Regions from separate parts of the Ovis aries genome. Here region 2 is linked to region 1. The links are chromatin contacts, called in public Hi-C maps. All regions are on one chromosome and are shown on one strand. Each heading gives the region's core, a stretch centred on a gene start, on an enhancer-like site or on the middle of the called end of the contact. The rest is flanking DNA. Distances are from core to core; before and after follow the strand shown.

Evidence for each region. Hi-C and Micro-C count contacts between places; a contact is called where the count stands out from the background.
Region 2: a Hi-C map of hypothalamus shows a contact between it and region 1, with 7 times the contacts expected there. The contact joins two enhancer-like sites. A contact is called at or near these places in 10 of 16 Hi-C or Micro-C datasets (blood, hypothalamus, mesenteric adipose tissue and 5 more).

What each region holds. Positions count from the first base shown.
Region 1 is chr11:54,038,243-54,044,351 of ARS-UI_Ramb_v3.0, reverse strand. No RefSeq gene overlaps it. Among named protein-coding and RNA genes, the nearest start is that of SEPTIN9, 25 kb to the right of the region's middle. Within about 2 kb of position 1,336, at least 12 of the 54 cell types and tissues checked have an H3K27ac peak or open chromatin away from gene starts, as enhancers often do. A contact at or near this core is called in hypothalamus, where this site is marked.
Region 2 is chr11:54,126,781-54,133,145 of ARS-UI_Ramb_v3.0, reverse strand. No RefSeq gene overlaps it. Among named protein-coding and RNA genes, the nearest start is that of SEC14L1, 35 kb to the right of the region's middle. Within about 2 kb of position 1,290, at least 4 of the 54 cell types and tissues checked have an H3K27ac peak or open chromatin away from gene starts, as enhancers often do. A contact at or near this core is called in hypothalamus, where this site is marked.

The DNA of each region.
Region 1 (6,109 bases), core at 87-2,586:
ACCACAGTTCAAAAGCATCAGTTCTTCGGTGCTCAGCTGCTAAGGTCACAGAAGGACAACTGCATATTCTGGTCATCTGGAGAACTGCAGCCCTGTGAGTTCTTAAGCCCAAGCCAGGCTCTGGGTCTGGCTGCTGATTTGTAGGAAGTATAGAAGATGGGCAACAGCTGAACTGCACTACGGGAAACGAGGTTCGGGTTCTTCAACAAATAAATTGTGCGGGGAAGAAAGGAATGGAAGTGGGGGAGTCCCATAAATTAAAGAGATTTTCACTTAACAAGCAAGACCAAACAGTATTACCTAGAGATGCACATAGCCAAGTGATGGTTCCTTCTGGGGATGCAGCCCAGGTTATGGGCGGCGTGGGGCGGTCTTTCCACCGAGTTGCGGATTCGACTATGCTCTTCCATGTCTCTGTTTTATAGTAAGGTTTATTGTTGTTTTTTAGTTAGGGCTTTAGGTGGGTTGTTTTCACTACAAGGAAAGTAATGCTGGTTCTTTCACTGGGAATCTCCTCCTTTTACCTGGACTTCCCTGGTGGCTCACTCAGTAAAGTATCTGCTTGTAATGCAGGAGACCCCGGTTGGGTGCCTGGATTGGGAAGTTCCGCTGGAGAAGGAAATGGCAACCTACTCCAGCATTCTTGCCTGGGAAATCCCATGGACAAAGGAGCCTAGTGGGCTGCAGTCCATGGGGCTGCAGAGTTGGCCACAGCCGAGCAACTTAACACTTCTGCTTTCCTTTTACCCAGATCACAAGGTGGGGGCTGCTGGCACCCACGGCCCAAGTTTCGAGCCCGGGGACATACCCTGCGTTTGTTGTGTCTGTGCCCAGGACAGCAAAACAGTGCCAGCCAGCTGGCAGCAAGTGACAGCCGGGCTCCTGGGGTCTTCCAGGAGAAAATCGGAGGCTGGTCCCTTTAAAATTCTACCCCTGCTGAGTGCTGCCTATGACCTGCCCTTTCTCTTCCTTCAAATAGAAGCAACCACTTTCCCACTCCGACCTTGCCTTTGGGTTTAAGAGTGCGGTCGGTCACCAGGGCCTGTTTTGACAGCGACAGAGAGCCAGTTATGAGCCCTGGGGTATCCAAATTACTGAGCCTCTGTGCACCAGCCCCAAACGCCCTGTGTCAAAGTGAGACACAAGGGCAGGGGAGTCTCTGGGCTCTTTCTGGGAACCTAAGAGAGGCGAGTGCCTAGCTCCAGAAAGTAGGACCCTCCCAGCTGCTCCTGTAGAAGCATCCAGATTCCCACGGAATTGTCGGGCTGCCGAGTCGTGCTCCTTCCGTTTTGCCAGGCTGGTCTGCACCCCTGCTCAGAGTCCCTGCGTTACAGTCAGAGAGCAAAACCCATCCTCAGCCCCCAGCTGGGGCCCCCTTCCGGCCGATGAAGGTTAGTCACAGCTCCATCCAGGGAATTGCGTCCATGGGCGCCACCTTGTGGCCACGAGGAAGATGTGCATGCCCGTCATCGAGTTGGGCAGTGAGCGTCTCTGCTTTCATCTCTGCCCCTGGAGTCCCAGCCATGGGAGAAAACTCTTCAGCTCCCACGTCTGCTAAAATCTTGCCTGGAAGAGGTGTGATGGGTAATTCTATGGGTCGATTTGGCTGAGCCGTGGGGCCAAGCTATTTGGTCACCATACAGTTCTGAGTGTGTCTGTGAGGGTGGTTTTTTTTTTTTTAGATGAAATTAACATTTACTGGGTAGACTGAGAAAAGCAGATGGGCCCCATCCAATCAGCTCAAGGCCTGAATAGAACAAAAAGGTTGACCCTCCCATAAGTTAGAGAGGATTCCTCCTCCCCAGTGGCCTTGATCTGAGACACTGGCTTTTTCTCTTTTGGAGTGGGCACCAGCTCTTCCTGAGTCTGCCATCTGCCTGCCTTTAGGAGTCAGGCCGTCAGCTCTCCTGGGTCTCCAGCTCACCCACTGCAGGTCCCAGGACTCGTCAGCCTCCATTATCACATGAGCCAGTTCCTTATGCCAAGCCTCTTTCTGTACAAATACATCCTATTATGTATATACATCCTGTGGAAACTTGATAGATTGCAGAAAGTTTGCTCCAGTCCTGGCATTGCAAAGCCTTTGACATTTACCACTTACAACAACAAAAAGCCTGATTAATCTGGAATCATCTCTCCTCAGCTGGGGTGGGGGGTGGGTGTGTGTTTTGATTTGGGTTTTCCCCTCTATAGGTTTATCCTTCTTTATTTTACGTAGAATGAAATTCCAGGCTGTCAGAGCTGGGCAAAGAGCTTAGACTGATCTGAAAGTGAAAGCTGCTCAGTCGTGTCCAACTCTTTGCGACCCCATGGCCTATACAGTCCATGGAGTTCTCCAGGCCAGAATACTGCAGTGGGTAGCCATTCCCTTCTCCAGGGGATCTTCCCAACCCAGGGATCGAACCCAGGTCTCCCACATTGCAGGTGGATTCTTTACCAGCTGAGCCACAAGCTCTTACAGCTTAAGAAGGTGCAGCCCAGAGAAGGGAGGGGGTGCTCCCTGAACAGCGGCCCTGAGTCTAGCCAGGAGCTCCCACAGCCCTGGGTCTCACCTGCTTGCTGTCACTGATGATAAAATGCTGTCGCTGACGATAAAATGGGAGGAAGCAGGTTATCTCCTCAGGTCGCTGTCAAGATACAGCCAGCAAGTGGTTATCAGAGCCGGTCTGCTAATGCAGGGGTGCAGGACAGCTGGGACACTCCAAGGACTTGGGGACCCAGCCGGGGCCCAGGTCTGAGGAGACACCAGTACCTGCCGGGGAGGGTCCTCCGGGATGGGGACAAGCTGCCAAAGGCGAGATCTGAAGGCAGGGCACACGAAACAAGAAAGCTTTGCAGCACCGTCTCCTCCCATTTCAGGGAGGAAACGAGAGCCACAGGGGTGGTTAGATGTCGCTGACTGTCCCCCTGCTCGGCCGACCATGGAAATGGAGACAGACAGCCTGCTGTGGAGGGAGGTGGCTGCTGGGGACAGCTGCTTCTGGGCCTTCCAGCACCTTCTCTCTGTCTACCCCCACCCGTCACTCTCTGTGCAGGGCTGAGCACAAGGCCCGGGGTGGGGGCACAGCTCCTGCACTCACAGTCGGTGTGTGTGTCCTTGGCCCACGGCTCTGTCCCCGCCGGGGCCAAGGACAGCACCTGCCTCAGGGCAGACACCCCAAGATGTCTATGGAGTGGAATGGAGTTCTCCTCGCTTCTGGCCTCACGTGTGTGCTAAGCCATCACAGTCCTGTCCGATCCTGCGACCCCATGGAGGCCTGGCAGGCTCCTCAGTCCACGGGGATTCTCCAGGCGAGAATTGCTGGAGTGGGTGGCCATGCCCTCCTCCAGGGGATCTCCCCCACCCAGGGACTGAACCTGCATCTCTTACGTTTTCTGCATTGCCGGGCGGGTTCTTTACCACCAGTGCCACCTGGGAAGCCCCAGGTGGAGGCTGTCTTTCTCCATCAGACAACGTGAGTGAAGATGTTTCACGGCTGGAGGCATAAAAGTGCATGAGAGGCAGTCTGGACTCACTATACCCTCAGCACTGAGACAGTCAGCCCCCCGTGGCCACAGGTTTCATGTCCACAGATTCAACTGACCGTGGCTGGTTCGAGCCGCAGGTGGGCGAATCTGAGGACTTGAAACCCGCGGCTGTGGAGCCCAGGTGTCCCCTGGATGCACTGGATCAGGGCTCCACAGGGGCTCCTGGAGCCGCTTCCCCACTCCGGAAATCGAGGGACACTGTGCTCATGTTTCCTTCTGATTTTAGGAGAAATTAAAATATGTTCTTGGCCCCCAGAAGAATCCTGAGCCAGCCTCCAGGGCCTGGTGGGGAAGGTGACCCTGGCCCAGCTATGGGGTGGCCCTGAGGGCAAGGTGAGGCACCTGCTCACTTTCCTGAAATCCTGGGTCAGGAGCCGCCCACTGACAGGTATACCTTGAGCCCTGCCCGGCAGCTCTGTCCCTGCCAGTGCTTCTGGGAGAGGATGTCGCCACCCTGGCACCCCCTCAGGCACTGGCGTGTGTAGGCATGCTTATGTGTACATGTGTGTGAGTGCTGGGTCTGTGTTGACACTGCGGAGGTGTCTGGGGGATCCATGCAGTATAGACGGTGTGGGAGAAGCCTGGAGGAGGGGCAGGGTCCCTGGTGGCCAGTGGGCAGGGGTAGGGGTGATGCTTAGCTCTCTGGGACCTGGTCACCTGGTTTCAGAACCACTCTCTGCTGACCCACGGATAGACGAACAAGTGGGAGATCCTTTGTGTTCAGAAGCCAAGTAGAGAAAGTCTGAGTTCCGCTCAGCAAACCGAATGAGGACGGGCATCAGGTGTGGCCGGGCACCTCCCTCACCTGTGCCTGGATTCTGCCGCCGCAGGACTTGGCTGCTGGGGACAGGGACCCGGTACCAAGGAGACAAGCTGCCCCTGGACAAACTCAAAGGGTGATGGCCCGCGTCCAGGATGGACTGCATCCCTGAGTCACCATGGGAAGTGGCCTCTGCCTGCCTCTCACTGGACTACAGTGAGAGTAAGTCCCCACTGCACGTGACGTCAGGGTTTATCCGTCACTACTGCAGAAAGGGGCTTGTCCTGACAGATACAGGGAGGAGGTCAGAGGCGGGGGCGGGGGCATCAGCTAGGTCCCCAAAGGCCTTATGGGTCCTTCGAGGCCACCAGCTTTTTGGTTTAAGCTCTGAATGAGATGGGGCAACTGTTAGTCTTTATGAGGTCAACTCTATTTTCTTTTCCTTAACAGTTTCTGGGTTTTACATCTTGCTTAGAAAGGATTTCCCCATGCTAAGTTTTCCTATATTGTTGGGGCATTCCCTGGTGGCCTAGTGATTAGGATTTCAAGTTTTCACTGGAGTGGCCCTGGTTGGGGAACTGAGATCCTGCAAGCCACACACAACACAACAAAAACAACAAAAATTTTGCTACATTCTTGTTGCTTTCATGGCTTTATTTTTTTTTAATATTTTAATCTCTGATGCATCAGATGTTGGTTTTTTTAAATTAAATTATTTTTGTTTATCTTGATGCTGAAGTTGAAGCTCCAATAAACTGGCCACTTGACACGAAGAGCCAACTCACCGGAAAAGACCCTGATGCTGGGAGAGGTTGAGGGCAGGAGGAGAAGGGGTGCGACGGAGGATGAGATGGTTGGATGGCATCACTGACTCGATGGACATGAGCCTGAGCAAGCTCCGGGAGACAGTGAGGGACTGGGAAGCCTGGCGTGCTGCAGTCAGTCCATGGGGTCGCAAACAGCTGGACACAACTGAGCAACTGAACAGCAATTTTTGTTTGCGCTGGGTCTTCGTTGCTGCAACCAGGCTGCGGAGAGCGGGGCCTACTCTCAAGCTGCAGTGAACAGGCTTCTCACTGTGGTGGCTTCTTGTTGCAGAGCCCAGGCTGTAGGCTCAGGAGCGTGCCAGCTCAGTAGCTGAGAGCTGCTGGCCCTAGGGCATGTGGATTCAGTAGCTGTGGCTCGAGGGCTCTGGAGCTCAGGCTCAGCAGTGTGGTGCATGGGCTCAGTTGCTCTGCGGCCTGTCCAATCTTCCCCGACCAGGGATCGAACCCATGTCCGCTGCTTTGGCATGGGGATTCTTATCCACCGAGCCACCAGGAAAGTCCCGATCTTGGTTTTTGTGTAGTGACTTTTGATTCATCTTCACTGACTCTCTAGATTCAGCAGCTGCAGAACCAAGCTCACTTCCAGCTTTTTGGAACCGTTATGAGAAATCCTTTAGAGACTGGTGCCAAGTGATGGGTGGGAAGGATGTAGAGAGAGAGGCGGACAGTAGCAGGTCTTCACAGAGGGCCAGGGTCAGCTGAGCAGCCACCGATAGACAATCAGACAACAGCCAGGGTTGAAAAATCACAGCCCTGGGACTTTGCTGGTGGTCCAGGGGCTAAAACTATGTCCCTAAGGCAGGGGGTCCAGGGATTGATCCCTGGTCGGGAACTAGGTCCTGCATGCTGCAACTGAAGATCTGGCATGCCACAGCGAAGATCAAGGTGCCCACGTGCTGCGACCAAGACCTGGTGCAGCCAAATAAATAAATAAATTGTTTATAAAGAAACAAATAAAAGGAAAATGGATGCCCTGATTCCAGGGGCTCCAGTT
Region 2 (6,365 bases), core at 41-2,540, 89 kb before region 1:
ACTGAATGCATGGCCCCTGCAGTGGAAGGAAGGAGTCTTAACCACAGGACCACTAGGGAGGTCCCTGCAATTTTAGTTAGGGTGTTCAGGAAGGGCCTGAATCTTTAATCTTTAACAAAATCCGAAAAGAAGTGAGTGGATCACGGGACACCCTGGAAGAACATCCCAGGCAGAGGAACAGCCAGTGTGGAAGCAGCGAAAGCCACCAGTACAATGGACGGTGGGCAAGAAGGGTTTATGAGCAGGACTGCAGGGAGCTGGGGACCAGGTCTTGCAGGATCTTGCAGGAAATTGTGAGACTTTGGCTTTTACTCTGATGAGTATCAGTAGCTCACACGTTCCCTTTTCATTTTTTAGAGACCTTTCCTGCTCCCCTGCACCCAATAAAGTAGTTGATTTTAGACGTCTTTCTTGCTCTCGTACTAACAAATTTGCCCATTAAGCTGATCCCAGATCAGGGAGAGTTATCTTTGCCTTGGCAGTTAGAGGAGTCTTTCGCTCTTGGCTCTGTTGAACTTGAACTTTGGTGTCCTGAGATGAGTGACATGGAAAAATGTTTAGATGTGTTGAGTAAAGTTCCTGGGACAAATGACCTTCTTTGCAAATGAACACCCTTTGCCCTTCCCCTTGTAGACGAAGTCAGAGGCTACCTGAATGCCTGCACGTCTCATCAGCAAGGGTCCTGGTCCCAGGTCACTTGTGCAGCTTCCACCATAGCTCGAGTGCTCTGTGATTGTTTTTTTGCCTGTTTCCACCTCATAGGAACGGTGTGCTTGTCTCTTGACCAAAGTGTAGAAGTGTGTCATTTAAATCATTCAATTCAAATGGCTCAGATGGTAAAGAATTTACCTGCAACGCCAAAGACCTGGGTTTGATCCCTGGATTGGAAGATTCCCCTTGGAGAAGGGAATGGCTACCCACTCCAATATTCTTGCCTGGAGAATTCAAAGGACAGAGAAGCCTGGCAGGCTACAGCCCTCGAGGTCGCAAAGAGTCAGACACGACCGAGGGACGAACACTTTCACACACACTTTCACTTGACCATCCGGAAAACTAGAAAAAGCACGTCCCTTTATGATAGTTACAAGCGTACAGGCTGGTTGTGGTTGTCCGTGGATACACATAATGAATACGTTGAAAACAATTAGTCATTCTGACTTTTTTTTTCCAATCAGTTTTGCAGCTACAGCAGAAAAGGAGGTCTTTATTGCAAATTTAATTCAAGTGGAGCTGAGAAAGTCATTGGAAGCTCACGTGTCCCTTCTGCCTGTCAGCTGTGCAGTTGGGTGATGGTTACACAACGCCGCTTTAGGTCGGCAGCCTCCGGCAGTTGGACATTGAGATTACTGTATCGAGTTAAAAAAGGACTACTGTTTTCTTTCAACAACAAATTCCTTGTTAACAAAACCAAGATGTGGGGTCTTTTAAAATTTATCTTTTAATTAGAGGAAAATTGCCTTACAATGTTGTGTTGATTTCTTCCTTACAACAACGCAAATCAGCCATAATTGCCAGTTGGCAAAAGTGGTAAAGAACGTGCCTGCTGATACAGGAGGCGTGAGAGATCCTCTCACGAGTTTGATCCCTAGGTTGGGAAGATCCCCTGGAGGAGGGCATGGCACCCCACTCCAGTGCTCTTGCCTGGAGAATCCCAGGGACGGGGGAGTCTGGTGGGCTGCCGTCTATGGGGTCGCACCGAGCCGGACACGACTGAAGCGACTTAGCAGCAGCAGCAGCAGCAGTGTATGTATATCGATGCCACTTTCTCCCTTTGTCCCACTTCTTTCCCCCTATTATGTCCACCAGTCTGTTTTCTTTATCTGACTCTGTTCTTTCCCTGAGAATAGAATACCACTTAATACCATTTTTCTAGATTCCTCATATATGTGTTAAGGTACAATGTTCTTCTCTTTCTGACTCGCTTCACTCTGTGTAACAGGCTATAGGTTCATCCAAGGATGTGGGCTTTTCATAACTGACTTCCATCAGCAGCTACGTAAGCTGCCTGCTTATGGGACAGAATTCCTTTAGAATTCCACCTGTGCGGGCTGTCCCCTCTGAGTCAAATTTCCAACATTTGTGGCTACTTGCAAACTTTATTAGGTTGTCACTTTCTGTCATGACGAATTACGGTAATGAGCTATGGGCAAAGCTTCCAAAAATCCCCTTCACTATTGTGCTGTCTTTGTTCCCAATTACTTGAGAGTTGATTACCTCTTTGTAAGTTAATAGGGAGAAAGAAAAAGAAGATATTAAGAAGTCAAAATGAAACAAAGGCCTCACTTCCTCTGGTCATGTTAGATTTATATCAGCACTGCTGGGTGTTTGTTTTTAGTTCAGTTTTGTGTGTGTGTGTGCTCAATAAAGCACTAGTTTAAAAATTCATAGGATGGAAATGCTGGCACTGAACAGCAGTTGCCTGCTTCCCACAGCCCTCTCCACTCGGCTTCACTTCAGTTCAGTTCAGTTCAGTCGCTCAGTCGTGTCCAACTCTTTGCGACCCAATGAATCGCAGCACACCAGGCCTCCCTGTGCATCACCAACTCCCAGAGTTCACCCAAACTCATGTGCATCAAGTCGGTGATGCCATCCAGCCATCTCATCCTCTGTCGTCCCCTTCTCCTCTTGCCCCCAGTCCCTCCCAGCATCAGGGTCTTTTCTAATGAGTCAGCTCTTCGCATGAGGTGGCCAAAGTATTCGAGTTTCAGCCTCAGCATCAGTCCTTCCAATGAACACCCAGGACTAGTCTCCTTTAGGATGGACTGGTTGGATCTCCTTGCAGTCCAAGGGACTCTCAAGAGTCTTCTCCAACACTAAAAGCATCAATTCAAAATGTTCAAAAGCATCAATTCCTCGGTGCTCAGCTTTCTTCACAGTGCAACTCTCACATCCATACATGACCAAAGGAAAACCCACAGATAGCCTTGACTAGACGGACATTTGTTGGCAAAGTAACGTCTCTGCTTTTTAATATGCTGTCTAGGTTGGTCATAACTTTCCTTCCAAGGAGTAAGCATCTTTTAATTTCATGGCTGCAGTCACCATCTGCAGTGATTTTCCTTCCAAGTTCACTTATCTCCCTGTTTCTTTTTTTCACCACATCTCGTGACTTGTGGCATTTTGGTTCTCCCACCAGGGATGAACTCACACCCTTTGCAGTGAAAGTGTGGAGTCCTAACCACTGTACTACCAAGGAATTCCCTCATCTGCCTGTTCCTTCCTGTTGTGTTTTTTTTTTTAATATTTATCCAGTACCTGGCATATTGCAAAAATTATCTTATTATTGTTTAAACATGTATTTATTTACTTGGCTGCTCGGGGTCTTGGCTGCAGCACATGGATCTAGTTCCCTGTCCGGGGTTTGAACCCAGCCCCCTGTACTGGGAGTGCCGAGTCCTAACCACTGGACCACCAGGGAAGTCCTTTCTCTCCCTGTTTCGGAATAACGGGTATGCTGCTCTTTTTGACTCACCTTCTTCATCCTGGCCTGTTGCCTTTCTTCCTGGTGGATTCAGGCTGGGCTCTCACCGCCTCCCCTCTGCCCTTGCTCCCAGCACAAGCATCTTATATCATCTCTGTTTTCACCATTCAGAGGTTACACTATTGCGCATGTGCAAAACCACTCTTAGTTTTTAATGTTCCCCTATAGTTGTCTTGCTATTTCTTTGGCTGAGCTTTCTTTGAACCTCTTGCTGATTTTTCCTACATTTACAGTAGCCTCTTAGCATAACTTGACACAAGCAGGTCAACCACATTAAGTAATCTATGCATTCTAATTTTTAAGTACTTATTTATTTTATTTATTGTTGGCCTGCGCCAGGTCTTAGTTGCAGCATGCAGGATCTTCAGTCGAGGAACATGAGACCTAGCTTCCTGATCAGGGATCTTCAAATCCGGGCCCCCTGCATTGGAAGCACAGAGTCTTAGCCACTGGACCACCGGGAAAGTCCCTAACTTTTTTTTTTTTTAGATGAGAGAAAGAAGACTTAAAACAATTTAGTTACAAGTATCTGTTAAAGTTTTATTACAATCTTGTAGGCAAGGGGAGAGGCCCCTGTAGGGCAAATCAGAAGTTGATTTTTTGGTTGCAACTAGAGCTTTCATGCAAAGAGTTGACTCATTGGAAAAGACTCTGATGCTGGGAGGGATTGGGGGCAGGAGGAGAAGGGGACGACAGAGGATGAGATGGCTGGATGGCATCACTGACTTGATGGACATGAACCTGAGTGAACTCCGGGAGTTGGTGATGGACAGGGAGGCCTGGCGTGCTGTGATTCACGGGGTCGCAGAGTCAGACATGACTGAGTGACTGAAATGAACTGAACTGAACTGAGAGATTATCATACTAAGTGAAGTAGGTCAGAAAGAGAAAGACAAAGACCATATGATATCAATGTGGAATCTAAAATACGACACAAATGAACATATCTATGAAACAAGAAAGAGGGCTTCCCTGGTGGCCCAGTGGTTAAGAATCTGCTTGCCAATGCAGGGGACACGGGTTCAATCCCTGGTCTGGGAAGACGCCATGGGGCAGCTAAGCCCGTGAGCTGGAACTACTGGGAGCCCCCACGCCTAGAGCCCGTGCTCTGCAACAGAGAAGCCACCACAGTGAGAAGCTGGTGCATTGCAACAAAGAATAGCCCCCGCGAACCGCAACGAGAGCCGGCCTGCAGGCAGTGCAGCAAGGAGAGCCCGCGCCAATCATTAATCTCAAAAAAAGAAACAGAATCACGGACATAGAGAACACACTGGTGGCTGCCAAGGGGAAGCAGGTTGAGGGAGGACGGAGCGGGAGGCTGAGGTTAGCAGACGCAAGCTTTTATATATAGAACGGATGAATAAGATTCTACTGCATAGCACAGAGAACTGTATTCAATATCCTGTGATAAACCATACGGAAAACAAATATTTAAAAAAGAATGTAAATATAACTAAATCACTTCGCTGTACAGCAGTGATTAATACAACTTACAATTGTAAATCAACCATATCCCAATTTTACTTTTTTCTATCTTTTTAGTTTTTTAATTAATTTCTTTTCGGCTGCACTGGGTCTTCATTTCCTAAAGGAGATCAGCCCTGAGTGTTCATTGGAAGGACTGATGTTGAAGCTGAAACTCCAATACTTTGGCCACCTGATGCAAAGAGCTGACTCATTTGAAAACACCCCGATGCTGGGAAAGATTGAAGTCAGGAGGAGAAGGGGACGACAGAGGATGAGATGGTTGAATGGCATCACCGACTCGATGGATATGAGTCTGGGTAAACTCCAGGAGTTGGTGATGGACAGGGAGGCCTGGTATGCTGCAGGCCATGGGGTCGCAAAGAGTCGGACACAACTGAGCAACTGAACTGAACTGAACTGAACTGCTGCACAAGGGCTTTCTCTAATTGTGGCAAGCAGCGGCTACTCTCTAGTTCAGGGTGCAGGCTTCTTATCATGGTGGCTTCTCTTGCTGTGGAGCACGGGTTCTAGGGTGAGCAAGCTCAGTAGTTGTGGTGCATGGGTGTAGTTGCCCCACCGAATGCAGAATCTTTCCAGACCAGGGATCTGGGAACCTGTGTCCCCTGCATTGGCAGAAGGATTCTTAACCACTGGACCACCAGGGAAGTCCTGTGCTTCAATTTTTTAAAAAAAGAAGCTCATTTTTAGGTAGGTATATTTTCTAAGAAAATATCATCATAAGGCTAAATAAGAATCACTGGCTAAAGGTCCAGGCAGTCAGGTGGGTGGGTAGATAACTGGCTTCCTAGATAACTAGCCTTATGAATTTCATCAGGAACACTAATCTCTCCTGAGAAGGAGGGCATGAATTATATCAGGCTAAAAGCCTCTGTCTCAAGTCTGGTTCAGACCAAATTTTTAAAAAAAATAGTCCCTCTTTTTGTCTTTTTGGCCTGGGCATCATACTCGTTTTGGTTAAACACCTGACTTGATCAAGAAGGCCCATCTGGTTATGTTTTTGTTCTAGGAGCAAAATGAAACTGTCCTCGTTCAGTGCTGGTTAGTTGAGGATGGCATCACTGACTCAATGGACAGGAGTTTGAGCAAACTCCGGGAGATAGTGAACAACAGGCAAGCCTGGCATGCTGCAGTCCATGGGGTTGCAAAGAGTCCAATATGACTGAGCAACTGAGCTTGACACCAGGCAGCCAAAAGGCCCAGTTCTATTGGGTTACAGGTGCAAAGAGGCCTCAGTGAGGTCGAGTGGACTTTGGAGCTGGATGGCACTGCCTTTGGACCACAGAACCACCATAGTTCCGTCCTGCATGTGGCCTCTGCTCTTGCTCTTCTGGCCCCCGGTGTGCCTTTCGCTCCACCTTCCTCCACCCGATGCTCCTCGTGATTCTGCTCTCAGTGC